2 separate regions of the Nothobranchius furzeri genome follow, and region 1 is linked to region 2. A link is a contact called in public Micro-C data. All regions are on one chromosome and are shown on one strand. The core of a region is the stretch at or near the end of the contact, and the rest is flanking DNA. Distances in the headings are between cores, read along the strand shown.

Evidence for each region. Hi-C and Micro-C count contacts between places; a contact is called where the count stands out from the background.
Region 1: a Micro-C map of tail fin shows a contact between it and region 2, with 16 times the contacts expected there. The contact joins the promoter of LOC107394544 here to the enhancer-like site in region 2. A contact is called at or near these places in 2 of 2 Hi-C or Micro-C datasets (skeletal muscle and tail fin).

The regions. Positions count from the first base shown.
Region 1 is chr19:8,152,696-8,159,545 of NfurGRZ-RIMD1, reverse strand. LOC107394544 (transmembrane protein 42) reads right to left here and starts at 2,201. Exons shown (of 3, transcript XM_015973518.3): 1 at 1,865-2,201. The coding sequence starts at 2,041.
Region 2 is chr19:8,063,174-8,069,879 of NfurGRZ-RIMD1, reverse strand. It overlaps LOC107394547 (oxysterol-binding protein-related protein 10), which reads left to right. Exons shown (of 12, transcript XM_070547597.1): 6 at 1,387-1,517. Among protein-coding and RNA genes, the nearest start is that of LOC107394547, 77 kb to the left of the region's middle. Within about 2 kb of position 4,214, at least 1 of the 3 cell types and tissues checked has an H3K27ac peak or open chromatin away from gene starts, as enhancers often do. A contact at or near this core is called in tail fin, where this site is marked.

The DNA.
Region 1 (6,850 bases), core at 952-3,451, 92 kb before region 2:
GGTATCCGCCCTTAAGGGGGGGTACTGTCACGTTCTGCCCCTGTCCTCCTGACTGTGTTCCTCTCCTGCCTTGATTACCCTTATTGTTCTCACCTGTCCCTCGTTAACCTGCCCATGTTTCCCTAATTAGCCCTCTGTATTTATACCACCTGTTTTGCCCCTGTCTTTTGTCAGATCATTGTTGTTGTTTGTTGGTGTTGTTCCTGTTCATCCCATCCTGCCATTAAACCATTTTTACTTTATCCGAGGCTTGCATTTTTACCTCCTTCTCAGCTCATCCACACATGGTCCGCTGTCTCCACCTCGTTCACCGTGACAGGGCGTAGATTTGGCATGGACGTGGGTGACATGTCCCAACCAATATCCAGCGATGACCAAATAGTCCCCACCAATAATTTGACCGCCTCCGCTAAAAACAACAAGCCCGTGAGGCAAACTACGCTGGTTGTTAGCAGCGCCAAAGCCTGACGGAAATTGCTCCGGTCCTTTGCAAGTCTCGTGTGTTTGCAACGCGACATGACACATGGGGCCAAAAGCGAGTAAAACCGAGGGTCCTGAGAGGATGACAAAAGCTGCACATGAAGAGAGGATGACGGCCATGAACTCGAGAGGCTCTTTTATCAACACCACTGTCACCTTACATTACAGCAGGCAAGTTCCCCAACAACCAGCCCGCACGCTTCCGGTTGTCACAATAAAAGCGCTGTTCACCACGTCCTGTCTGACTGTATTAATCAAAATGGTCTTACAAAAGTAGTTTATATGAGGATGGAAGATAAAAAGAAGAAGGTTGAGGACAGAGCTATTTTTCAATAGATTTACAAGTCCCCACCAATGTCAAGAGGAAATCTACGCTATTCATCTACTTATCGACTTGCTGTGTATGACTCATCTTCGCTCGTCATCTAGAATATTCCAGCTCTGATCCATAACTGGCAATAACCATGAATCTCACGGAACAGCGGTGAGGAAGTCACAAATTTAGTTTAGAAAATGGACAGCAGTACCCAAATGTAACCACAGGGTGTCACCCTTTCTTCACATAATGCACTTTTAATGTTGCACAACACATTTGAATTTTACTCCGAGTTACATGATCCACATTTACATGTACTGCAGCTCCATCAAATTAAACAAAAACTTCAAAATAAAAGCGTTACATAAAACATTAAATGTCAATGAAACTCCTAAAAACATAACCGACAAGATGCTTATTTAAATTTTACATGGTCTTGGACTATTTAGAAAGTGACACCACAAATGTAATTGCATTAATGTGTTCCCTTTTCTTTTTTCTAAATACTAATGCTGAATTAACCAACAACCTCCTTAAAATGTATTGATTCAGTTTTTAATGTAATCTGGGTTTAACTGTGTTTTAAAACTTGCTGCTATATGTCTGCCTTTTACAAGAAGATTGCTAATCTATGAAAACTTCCTGGTAGATAAAAAAATAATAATAGAAATAATGTTCCCCAGTTTGATGTGACCTTAATAGAGAAGGATACCCTATAGGGTTGATCCTTTTCTAATTCATCCTCTGAAAACAGACCAGCTCAAATGTTATGACGCATCCAACCCTTCTCGTGCGTATTAATCATAAGCTTACCTGTTTCTAAGCTTTAATTGTCAATCTGCGGCAGCAAGGAGGCTCACATAAGCACGGACTCGCTATAACTAAAAAAGTAACGCGATACATCACGGAGCTGTGGCGTCCTTCAGCACGCGGACACATCCACGAGCGCCGCACGAGCTCCTGTGATGCTGATGCTGAGGGAGTCAGGGGGGATTGGGACGGCGGGGGGAGGACAACATCCGCAACCTCACCCCCCAGACGTGGAGACGGTGCTCATCTTTCACTCACCCGGTCACACGCTGTAGTTTCGTCCGCTTGACGAAATTTCCGCTGCTCTCCCCACGTCCGGAGTCCGGTTTCACAGACTCCCTTCAGGTAGTCCGCTCCGAGGGACAGCTTGGCCGACGACGACGCCACGGCTCCGAGGAAGCCTGCCAGTAATGCATAGATGACTCCCGGGAACATGATGGAGACGGCAGTCGACGCACATTATCCTCTAATCCGCGTGATTTATTTTACATTTTTGCTGCTGCTGTGGACGGTCCTGTGTTGAGCTGCCGATGTGTGCGTGTGCGCGTGATCGCATTTTCCTGCACTTGTGCTGCGTGACACGTCCGGAGGCAGTCACGCAGCACAGTCGCTGTGGCATTCTGGGAATTGTAGTTTCACATTCCAAACCCGTCTTTTAAAAGGGACGTTTTATCTTAAGTTATAATAGTTCAGTGGTCAACACCAAACATGTTCATGAAGGCCTCTGCACTAAATCCATCCAACGAAAAGCAATTTTAATAATAAAATAGCTGAAACACCCACGGCCACCACTCCCCCCTTCTGGTTGGGTCCCTGGAACAAAGACAAATAAAGCTATAACCGCTTTGCCTTATACGCTCTGAATCAAACACAAACTGCACTTGAAGTTAAATTAAAAGTATGAAAACATTTTTATTTGGTTTGTATACCTGGTGGAACATCAGTAGCCAGTGATGGATGTAATTAAGTACAAGTAAAAACAGAGCTCATACTTTGCTACTTTAAGTAACTTTATGAGATTAATTTTTACTTTTACTCCACTACAATTTCTAAAAAGTTTCAAAAATAAAGGTACTTTTATTTGAGTTACGTTTCTGGGGGAAGGCCAGGTTATTGCACGTTTTTTGCTCAAACTAGCAAAATGTTAATCTGATCATTTGATGTTTATACCTATGTTGATATTTAAGACGGTATATTTTGCGTAAAACTTAGACATTGTGATTATATTGTGGGTTTCTTAACCTAAAAAATTAAAATAATTTCTGTTACATCAATATGTACAGTAGCATTTGTTAAATAATAATCAAACACAGCGACTGTTATTTATTGAAATGTCATAGCATTCATTATCTTCCAGGTCCCTTTGAGGGCAACCTTAATGCCTCAGTGAGTTTGATGCTCCTGTCCTAGAATATGAAGTCGAGTGATTGGCTCCCTCTGGAACTGCATGGTTCCTGGACTGATTTAAAAAAAATCTGAAATATTAAAGCTAACTTCCTTTTACCTGTCTGCAGGAGACAAACAGAAGATACATTTAATCGTGCACCTATGTTTATGTTTATTTAGCAGACGCTTTTATCCAAAGCGACTTACAATTTATAACCTACAGGGCATGCTGGGATCTGTGGGGGAAACCGGAATACCCAGAAGAAACCCACGCATGCATGGGGAGAACACGCAACTCCACGCAGAAAGGCCGCAGCCAAGTTTCAAACCTGCGACCTTCGTGCTGCGAGGCAACAGTGCTAACCACAGGGCCACCATGCAGTGCACCTGGTCTGAATCATTCATCTGTGTTTGTCTTGCTTGTCTTCTGTCCTACTAAAAAGTCAAATAAGATTCATTTCATTTCATTTATTTAAGCTACATTGTAATATGATAGAATATTTTCCCATGTGTCACATGACCCTCTTCTCTTCCTATTGAAAAAAACTAAAGTTGGATCCAAGATGGCCAACTTCGAAATGGCCACCATGGTCACTACGCATCTTGAAAAGTTTGCCCCCTCACATATACTAAAGTGCCACAACCAGGACGTTAATATCACCAACCATTCCCATTTTATTAAGGTGCATCCATATAAATATAAACAGGCCCACCCTGTACAACCACCATTGCCTGAGAGTCATGCTGTATTTTCCACCCAGTAGATGTCGCTGGTGTCCTGTAATGGGGTTTCTGCAAGCTACACAAGATGTATAACTTCTATTACTGTAGAAATAATACAAATCATGCATATTGTCTGTTTGTTGCAATCTACATAGAAAAAATTCAGACCTCAATTTATCTGTTTGTTTATTTTAAGAGATTTTAAAGGAAACTAGAATCAGAGTTATAAAGGAACATTTTTCTAGGAATTTATCTGCAATCATTTTTCCCCCTAATGTCTGAAAGGATGTAATAAAATGGAAAGCAACGACAATCCAGAAGACAAACAAATTGTGTCAGCTTGCTTCAAGGGGGTGCTTGTCCTCGGCCCTCCACATTATGACACCATTATCTTTCTGGAGTGAGCTGAGCAGAAAACGTCAAATCAAGTGGCGCTATTAGCTGTTATCTCCTCACTTGGAGTTTCCTGCCCAGGGCTCCTGTGACAAACACAAGTGTCAAGTCGGAGCACTAATTAGGACTCTTCTGCTCCTGCTCAATTGAGCGATAATTGAACCCATGCACGGAGAGCTTTCGTGACATTTCAGCTTAAGGTCTGTCACTGCCTTCCCATATCTGTGCCCTCCTTTTTGCTCTTGTTCTCCACGATGATCTTAAGACTCTTCCAGACTGTGGGTTGATTAGTGTGATGACATTTCTGACCTTTAACCTGTTACACTGCCTTTCCAAAGGCAGTTTAAAAGTACAGACTAAAAGTTTTAAATCCTCCGTTGTTTACTAAAAATTCCAGTCTTAGTAGAAAAAGATTATTAGAAAAAAATAAAATAAACAAACACCTCTGCGAGAAGAATCTCAATGCTCATTCATTTTGTTAACAGAACATTTTTAATGATTTATTTAAGGAAATTTTGCATTGCTTTTGACTCATTCTTTTCAGGTTCGTTAACAGCTATGCTAACTCTGCACAGGTTGCCAGTCCTTAACAAACCAACAAAGAGAGACACATGAGACTAACAGCCTGCACTGAGACAGGCCATGAGTACACATAGCCGGGCTTTTGTGAAACCAAATATCTTTCCCTATCTAGGAAAAAACATTGGTGTACACCACCTCGTTTTCAGCAAAATAAATAAATAAATAAATAAAAATAATCCAGTGCAATGTGAAGCGCGTTCAAATCCATACCCGGCCTGTAGGTGGCAGTAGCTCCCAAAATCATTGGTGTCTTGGCTGAAAAAAATTCCTTGGATGTGTAACTAGATGGCAGGCAATAACCATCCTTAAAGGTGCAATATGTAAGAATATAGTGAGAATTTTACAGTGATAAAATCCCAAGAGCCTAAAGTTTCAGTTATTTTAGAAGAAAGGTTATACTGGAAGATGTTTCATATCCAGCTGGCTGCACGGGTTGTCTTTCAAAACAAAGGAAGGAGGGATGTAACTACTGCTTACCATCAGTGAGTGTGGGGGTGCTGTGTCTCCTGTGAGCTAATACTGCAGCACCGACAATTGTAATTTCATCACGGCCGGCAAAAAACTCCAGGGTTGTTTAAAGTGGTTGCAGTAACCACATTTTAATTTATCATTTTTACTACTTTTCTTTATAACTCACCTTTAAAAAGCAAGTTACCCCAAAATCAATGTTTTTTGCTGATAAATCAAATAAATGAGTATTTGACAGTGTTGTAAGTGTAGTCATTATTTTAGTTCAACTTAAAACTGTCAGTTTGGTGCCTTCTTTTGGTTAAAACTCAGCACTACATTTTAATAGGCTAATGCCATATGATGTCAGCTGCACTGCTGCTGTGGCTTATGAAATCAGCCACATCTCTGGCTCGGCTGCTCTGTAGTGAGTTGGAGTTAGAACTGGATTTGCAAACTATCGTTTACAGCTCAACACCAGTGGCCTCGATCAACTCACGAGCCATCAGTTTGAAACAATATGGCTCAGGGCTAATCACCTCATCCAGAATACCTTCCTCCCTTCCCTCTGTGCTTTGGGGATGGAGGTGGAGAGAAATCCTTCACCTCAAAGACTGCTGTGAAGCGAAGGAGCTAGCTCCATTGTAAGGGACTAGAAAGTAAGCCATACTTTGTCCGCTCAAGCGAGGTGTTTGTGCTTATGTTTGTGTGTGCATGTGTAAGTACATACATGGGTCTATGTTTGTGTGTGTACGTGCATGTTTGTTAGCAGTTCAATTCTCCGATGGCTGAATCTCGGAGTGACACAGGGGGTTGGGTGTGTGTATGGGGTGCAGTCTGTCACACACTTCCGTAGCGCCGCCCTCTCGGTCCACCAGGCATCACTCCTTGTGGCACATTTTTCAAACAGGAAATGTGGGTGGAGAAAGACTGGTAGGGGGGTGACTTGGTCTTTAACATTGCCATTTGCCTGTGTGCTTCTACATAGAGCAGTAACTGAGCTTGTAAAAACAATTAAGTGAGTTCAAACACACGTGATATCAGAGCAATTTTGTTGCAGGCTTTGACATATCGAAACGTAAAATCCTGGTTATTTAAATCCACAAGGAAATTCCGAAAATGGAGAATTTGCAATTCTCCACCTTGGTTAAAGTTTTTGAAAGAATCATTGTTGGTCCTATTTATTTTCACTTTCATGTATATGACAGGACAAACCGTAAGAAAATATCTTTGTTTTGTGAGATATCTGGTTAAGTGTGTACAGGGCCTTAAATCTGTAACATTTTACTTTGTTTTACTGTATTACTAAGTACTTTACACCAAGCAGCTCTTTTAAATATTTCTAACAATAAAGAACTAAAAAAAAATTACACAATTATTTTTCTGAACAATATTCACTTCATGTTCCTAACCAAGTCATGGTGCAACGAGGATGAGAAACAGCGTCAAAATGAAATGAGAAAGACCGATGTTTGCCTTTTTACTAATCTGTTTTTCTATTTGACTATAAAATAATTTTTTGACAGAAACAACCGTGAATAAATAAATAACTGCGATTGCTGTCATGGTCTGCGTCTGCGTCTCCCCTCATGTGTCTCCTTGTGTTCTCCATCGCTCTCCTCCTTTTGTGTCTCCTAGCGCCCTCATGTGTCCTTTGTCTGCGTCTCATTTATGTGTCTCTTTGTGTTCTTCATGTAGCTCCAGCCCTTTTTG
Region 2 (6,706 bases), core at 2,965-5,464:
GCGTTGGTGGTGGCCATCACATCGGTTTACTGTGCATGGCTTGTCTTCAATTGTCATCTAGAATCTTCTGGTGCTGATCCCTAACTTGAAAATCACGGAACGGGAATGAGAGTCTCCTTTGGTTTAAAAGAATGAACAGCTGTAATCAAACTTGACTATAGGATGTCATTCTCACTTTTCCCCTACATATTGCACCTTTAATTTTATTAAGCAAATTGAAATATTACAAAAACAAAATTGTGCATTTCACAAATCTTTTTCCATCACATATTTTTTGGGGGTAAAAAGAGTTTAGAAATGAATGTACTGTGATAGTCATAACTTAAGATCTTTAAAGCAGAAGTCCAGAGTTCTTTTGTCAGAAGACACCATCTAGAGGCAGAAAAATGTACTGCATCTTAAGCCCCTTTCCCTACTTCTGTGACAATAGCTGGAACCAAAGCCTCTATGTGCACTTCTAGCCAGCCAAAACATTGTTTTTTGGTTAACATTGTCTTGTTGTGCTCTTTATTCATACATATATTTATTAAAGTCTTCCTTGTCCATAATAATATTTTGCCAACTCTGCATCATTCTAGGGACTTCCTCAAATACGTGCACGCCCTGCGTTTGACAAAGCGAATGTCTAATGCTATTAGCTAATGATGAGTGGCGCTCAATTCAAATTGCATGGAACTCTAAGAGACAGGGAGCGAGCTTAGCTAAATAAATAAATTAACTTAATGCCTACATTACATCCCAGTCTAAGACCATTACCTTAACGGATTTCCCAAAACATCGTACATAATTCCTTAAAAACTCCGGTCAGCTGCTTTGAAGTAGATTCCTGTAATTTATTGATAATTTTTAAATCCATGTTCAAATTCATGCGAATGTCCCTTTCATCCATTGAAGCCCTTTTTTCAGTGCTCTCACATAATGTATCATTAGATTCCTGACTTTCTTTTGGATTGCATCAAATGCCTATTTCATCCCACCTTTTGATTCCTCTAGATTACTTTAGCAGCTGAGTGTAAATCTGATTTAGGCCACGAGCACACAGAAATATCTAGAAATGAAATCCTCAGCTTTTCCAGAGGTCTACCTTTTGCATTTCTGCTGAGGACTTAAATCCTGGAGGCCAGGAGCTGGAATGATTATTCCAGTATTTCTGTTGATACAAGATGGAGTTACTATCAAATCTGAAAGGACACAATTTCCTGTGTACCGAGCCCCGTCACTGTCTCGCCTGTAATGCTGAGCGTCAGAAGTAAACAGCAGATAGTGGCGTGAGTTTTCTCCATCGTCTCTTTGTGATCGCATCGACACAAAGCCAGGATCTAAATCCAAACCCGTTATTGTGGACTGAAAGCCGACAATCTCTGACGCAGCTTTGTGGTTTTTCAGATGGTGTTCCTGTGTGGACTGTACCAAAGTCACCTTCAGGCGAGCAACTGAAGAACGGCGGTCTGACTCCTCTTCGGTCAGCCGAGCCCTCCCCGGCCTTCAGGAAAAGGAGTCTGTCCCATGGTGCCGAGGTAAGAGATGCTATTTAGTGTTTGTGAAAGTGCTTTTAAAACGCCTAACTGCTGGTATTTGGCTGCCTGTAAAATAAATCATATGAAATCCTTTAAATTCATCCTAAATTGTGATTGAAGTCATCGTAGAAACACATTAGGATGACGAAGGTTTTTCTCTTCAAAGGTTGAGTTTCATCACCTTTGCTGAAGTCAAACCAGACATATTAATCAAAGCTCACCTTTTGTGATGTCGTGCGGGTCTCTGCTGCCTCTATTAACACTCAACATGAATAAAACCCATCCTCCCATTTTCTGTATGTGTTTGGTTTTAGGAATTTCGTGCCTTAAATAAGCTGTTTCAAAAAGTCCCTGTTTGTGATGTCACAAACGGGAAAATTAGCATAGAACCATCTCTCACTAATAAGAGAAAGCTGCTGCTGGATGAGCAGTGGCTCTACTCTGAGCCACTCCCAGATATCGAAATGAGCTTCTCAGCTAATAGCAGCCTGAGTTGTGGATAGGTGTGGGTGTGACCAGGTCCAGCCCTTGACAGTGACAGAGCCCTTAAACGGCTCATTCTGGAAGGAGCTGAAAATATCAAGAATAAAACTACTGAAATATCTTCACATGAGAAGGATTTAGTGCAGAGAACTTCGGAAACATGCTTTGTTATCCCCCTTAGAACTATTTAACTTAAAACTAATGCAAACGCTCTGATTTTTCAGGAAAGAACCGCCCTCTCGGAAAAATATGCACCACTCTACCGTGCACGCTCAGTTTACAAGTAGCTGCCGGCCTTACGCTCGCCACTTCTAGTGGTCATCTGAAATGCATTTCTCCAAATAGCATACCAGGTTTAGCTTACCTGTCGAGCAGCAAACTGGTGACAGAGGTGTCTGTGGAGAGCCCAACCTTCTCTAAAAGAGTCTCCCAAATTACATCTGGTATTATTTCCCACTTCGGGTGCCTTTCCCTTCTTATCGTAGGCGTGGACACTTATTTCTTGCGACTCTCAGCCATTTTCAAAAGAACTCTGAGAACGGAGATGTAGAACGAAAATAAACACGTGAAAACTAACCCGGGAGTGAAGAGCGAGCACGCATGACGGCCTTCACCAGAATGATTGACAGTTATGCAGACCAATGATCCACCCAGAAGAAAAGTATGTCCGCATTACCTTTAAGAACAATCGCCATGTAATATTCCCTTTAACTCACTTTGTTAGCCCTGGTCCCACCATTAAATGCCAGAGTGCATCAACAAGGGTTGGCTGCTTGTGCTTTGCTTCCCATTGGATGATTTTAATTTCTGTTTAATAAACTTGAAGGAAGGACTCTCCAAAGGAAAGATCGTGCACTGATGGCTCTCTTTCAAAGTTGTTTCCTGCAACCCTAACATCCCTAAAATTCGTCAAATATGGCAAACAAACACATTTTCTCACCATTGCTTCCTCTGAAATGACTTTGCTACGTTTCCAATGTTGATGCAGTCAGGATCTCTGCCCCTCCTCTCCTTCGGTCTCTCGCGTTCACACTCGGAAAGAGAAGCTCTCATCTCCTCTGAAAGTTTCAACAGAGCTGCTGTCAAATAAGTGGGTCACACGGCATGGAGGTGGTGCTGAGCTGGTCCCGGGAGGTCTTCAGAGACTCCTTTCTGGCTACAGCAGAAAGGGCCGTCTGGACACATCAGCAGGAAGTAACGGCAGGTGACTCAGGCTTGTTGTGTAGATCAGAGCAGGAGACAGTACTGTTGTGCTAATCTCCTTTTCTTAAAACTGTTAATACTAATATACCAAGTTTTGAGCCGTCGTAGGACGGATCACAGCAACAAGCACTGAGACGTATTCATCACTATGGAAATCTGTCAATATGCCATACACCGTCCTTTTTCTAAATAATTGATTTCTGCTAAATAAACAGAGACTCGTCATCCAGACCAGATGATCTTAACAAGCTGAATCAAAAACAGGAAATTTGTTCATTCTTAAAGATATTTTACATCCTAACTTTGTCGCAGGAGAAGCAAAAATTCTTCAAGAATCCACAGAAGTCGTCCTCGGGTTGAAATCTTGATGCATTTTATTCAAAACTCTTTTGTTTTGGATATAAATGTAACCAAATATAAGTACACATTCATTTTTCTTTTGAGTTTTCCTGACGGGAATCAAATATATCCTCGTTTGTCATCCTGTCTGCTGAACAGGAGGAAGATTAATGGTTGATAAATCTTCCCTTTCACCACCACGCCTGCTCCTAACATCCTTTTTGTCAAAAGGTTAAACTAATTACCAGAGTCCCGTTGAACGCTCGCGTCACATCCCATAATGAGCTGACAGTCCTGTCAAGCTAACCACAAAATAAATGACCGGAGGCAGAAAGAGGGAGCTTTTCTACTCGTTGTGGGCTGAGAAACGAGTAGAAACGTGAGCTTTCTGTCTGAACGACATGAAATACTGCTGCATGAACGGGCTAGCGTTAGCTTCACTTTTAGCTAACTACATCAAACGGCAACAGGAAAGACTAGAGTTTGTTGTTGATGTGGGTAAATTACAGCAAAGGGATTCCAGAAAACATAAATTTGGGAAACAATCTAGCTAACTTTGTTAAATTTGCATTAGCATACTGATACCAACGGTTACAAATATCTAAATCTGAGCAGAAGTATTGGAATAATTCACATCAAGTGTGGAAGATTTTAAGGAAAGGCGAGTTTGCCATCTTGTGGTGGAGAGACGTACTGCAGCATTCTGGGTCAGGAAGTATGGGATTACATCCCAGAGTTCCAATACATCAATGTTAATAATTTTAAAGACGTTTTTCGCACAGCTTTTTCCTCTGCTGCTTCCATAAAGGAACTCTACAGATCAAGGTCAGTTTTAGATCACTTTGGTTGTTTGTAAGTAGCAGCATAAATACAGAAGCCCATTATCCTGGATGATAAAAGGCTTCACGTGTGAGTTATGAAACACCGCTGTGGCCATTTGCATTCAGGCTCCGTTTGCAGCCAACAGGAGGGGAATCCGACGCGTGACTCCGGGTGGAAGTGAAGAGGAAATTGCTGCTGCTTGCAGAAATCTGTCAGAATGTTGCAGATGCATTGAGCCACGTGAATGTACTTACTGGGTTGGTCTGAAATCAGCTGCCTCTACAGAGGGATGTGAAGGTTTGGGGAGCCTTGTTAATCCTCATGATTTTCCTGTATAAATCGTTAGTTGTTATGACTAAACTTTCAGGTAAACATATCATAAAGGAGAAGTCCATAATTGAGAAGTGAAATGAAGTTTATAGGATTTACAGAAAGTGTGTTTAGTTTAAACAAAATTAGGCAGGTGCATACATGTGGGCACTGAGCTCATTTTATTGGTCCCAAAACATTTAGAACTAATAATTGGAACTCAGAATTGGTTTGGTAAGCCCAGTGACCCTTGACCTCCACACACAGTGAATCTAATTATGAGAGAATATTTAAGGGGGCCGGCAGAAAGTCGGGCTCGTTCCCAGTGAGAGTTGGACTCCGCCAAGGCTTCCCTTTGTCACAGATTCTGTTCATAACCGTTATGGACATGATTTCTAGGTGCAGCCAAGGTGTGGAGGGCATCCTTTTTGGTGGCCTGAGGATCAGGTCTCTGCTTTTTGCTGATGATGTGGTCCTGTTGGCTTCATCAGAACGTGATCTTCAGCTTTCACTGGAGCGGTTTGCAGCCGAGTGTGAAGCGGCTGGGATGAGAATCGGCTCCTCTAAATCTGAGACCATGGTCTTGATTCGGAAAAGGGTAGAATGCCTTCTCCGGGTCAGGGATGAGGTCCTGCCCCAAGTGGAGGAGTTTAAGTATCTCGGCGTCTTGTTCACGAGTGAGGGAAAACTGGAGCGTGAGATCGATAGGTGGATTGGTGCTGCATCTGCAGTGATGTGGGCGTTGTACCGGTCTGTCGTGGTGAAGAGAGAGCTGAGTCAGAAGGCGAAGCTCTCGATTTACCGGTCAATCTACGTTCCTACCCTCACCTATGGTCACGAGCTTTGGGTAGTGACCGAAAGAACAAGATCGCGGATACAAGCGGCTGAAATGAGTTTTCTCAGAAGAGTGGCTGGGCTCCCTTAGAGACAGGGTGAGAAGTCCGGTCATCCGGGAGGGGCTCGGAGTAGATTCGCTGCTCCACATCGAGAGGAGCCAGTTGAGGTGGCTCGGGTATCTGTTCAAGATGCCTCCTGGACGCCTCCCTGGTGAGGTTTTCCGGGCACGTCCAGCCGGGAGGAGACCTAAAGGTAGACCCAGGACACGCTGGAGGGACTATGTCTCCCACCTGGCCAGGGAACGCCTTGGGATTCCCCCGGAGGAGCTGGCCCAAGTAGCTGGGGGGAGGGAAGTCTGGGCCTCTCGACTTACTGCCCCCGCGACCTGACTCCGGATAAGCGGATGAAAATGGATGGATGGAAGGATTTTTAAGGGGGCCAATTGTAAGTTTCCTTCCTCTGCATATCCTCTGAAGAGTAGCAGCATGGGGGTCTCAGAGCAACTCTCACATGTTCTTAAAACAAAGATTGTTCACCATCATAGCTTAAGGGAAGGATCCAGAAAGCTGTCTCAGAGAATTCAGCTGTCTGTTTCCACAGGTAGGAACATGTAATGTCCAGAAATGGTCAGTTTTCATGTACAGTTGGACCCCTTCAGTATTTGGACATATGGAGACAGGAGTCTACATTTGTGGCCTTTAATCTGCCAGATCCTTCCATTCCATCAGCTGGAGTCCGGGCTTCTCTGCAGCTCGGAATACATGATAACATATTGTCAACAAACCATTCCCTTCTCAAGCTCCTTCTGTGTCAAGCCTGCCTGGTTAGCTAGGCCGGACTGGACTGTTATGCGAGTGTCTGTTTTCAGCTTATGTGTTAATCAATCGGGACATGGAAAGAACAAATGTTATATGAAATGATTAATAGCAAGATTCCTTAAGAATCCGTTCGAGACGCAAACTAGTTTCAGCCTGTCGTGACCTGGAGGCGACTCTGGACTGACCTGGTCGTACTGCGGTTTTCCTACGAACTTCAGTACCTTGGGGCCACCCGACCCCCCGACATCTCAGATCCAAAAGAGAGTCTCCACTTGGGGTATGTATACATGACCGATAGCGTCTGATGCCTTTTTGATAAGAACCAACTTCATTGTTAATGCAAACCAATTCTTTTGACACCCAGAACTCAGTTCTTCT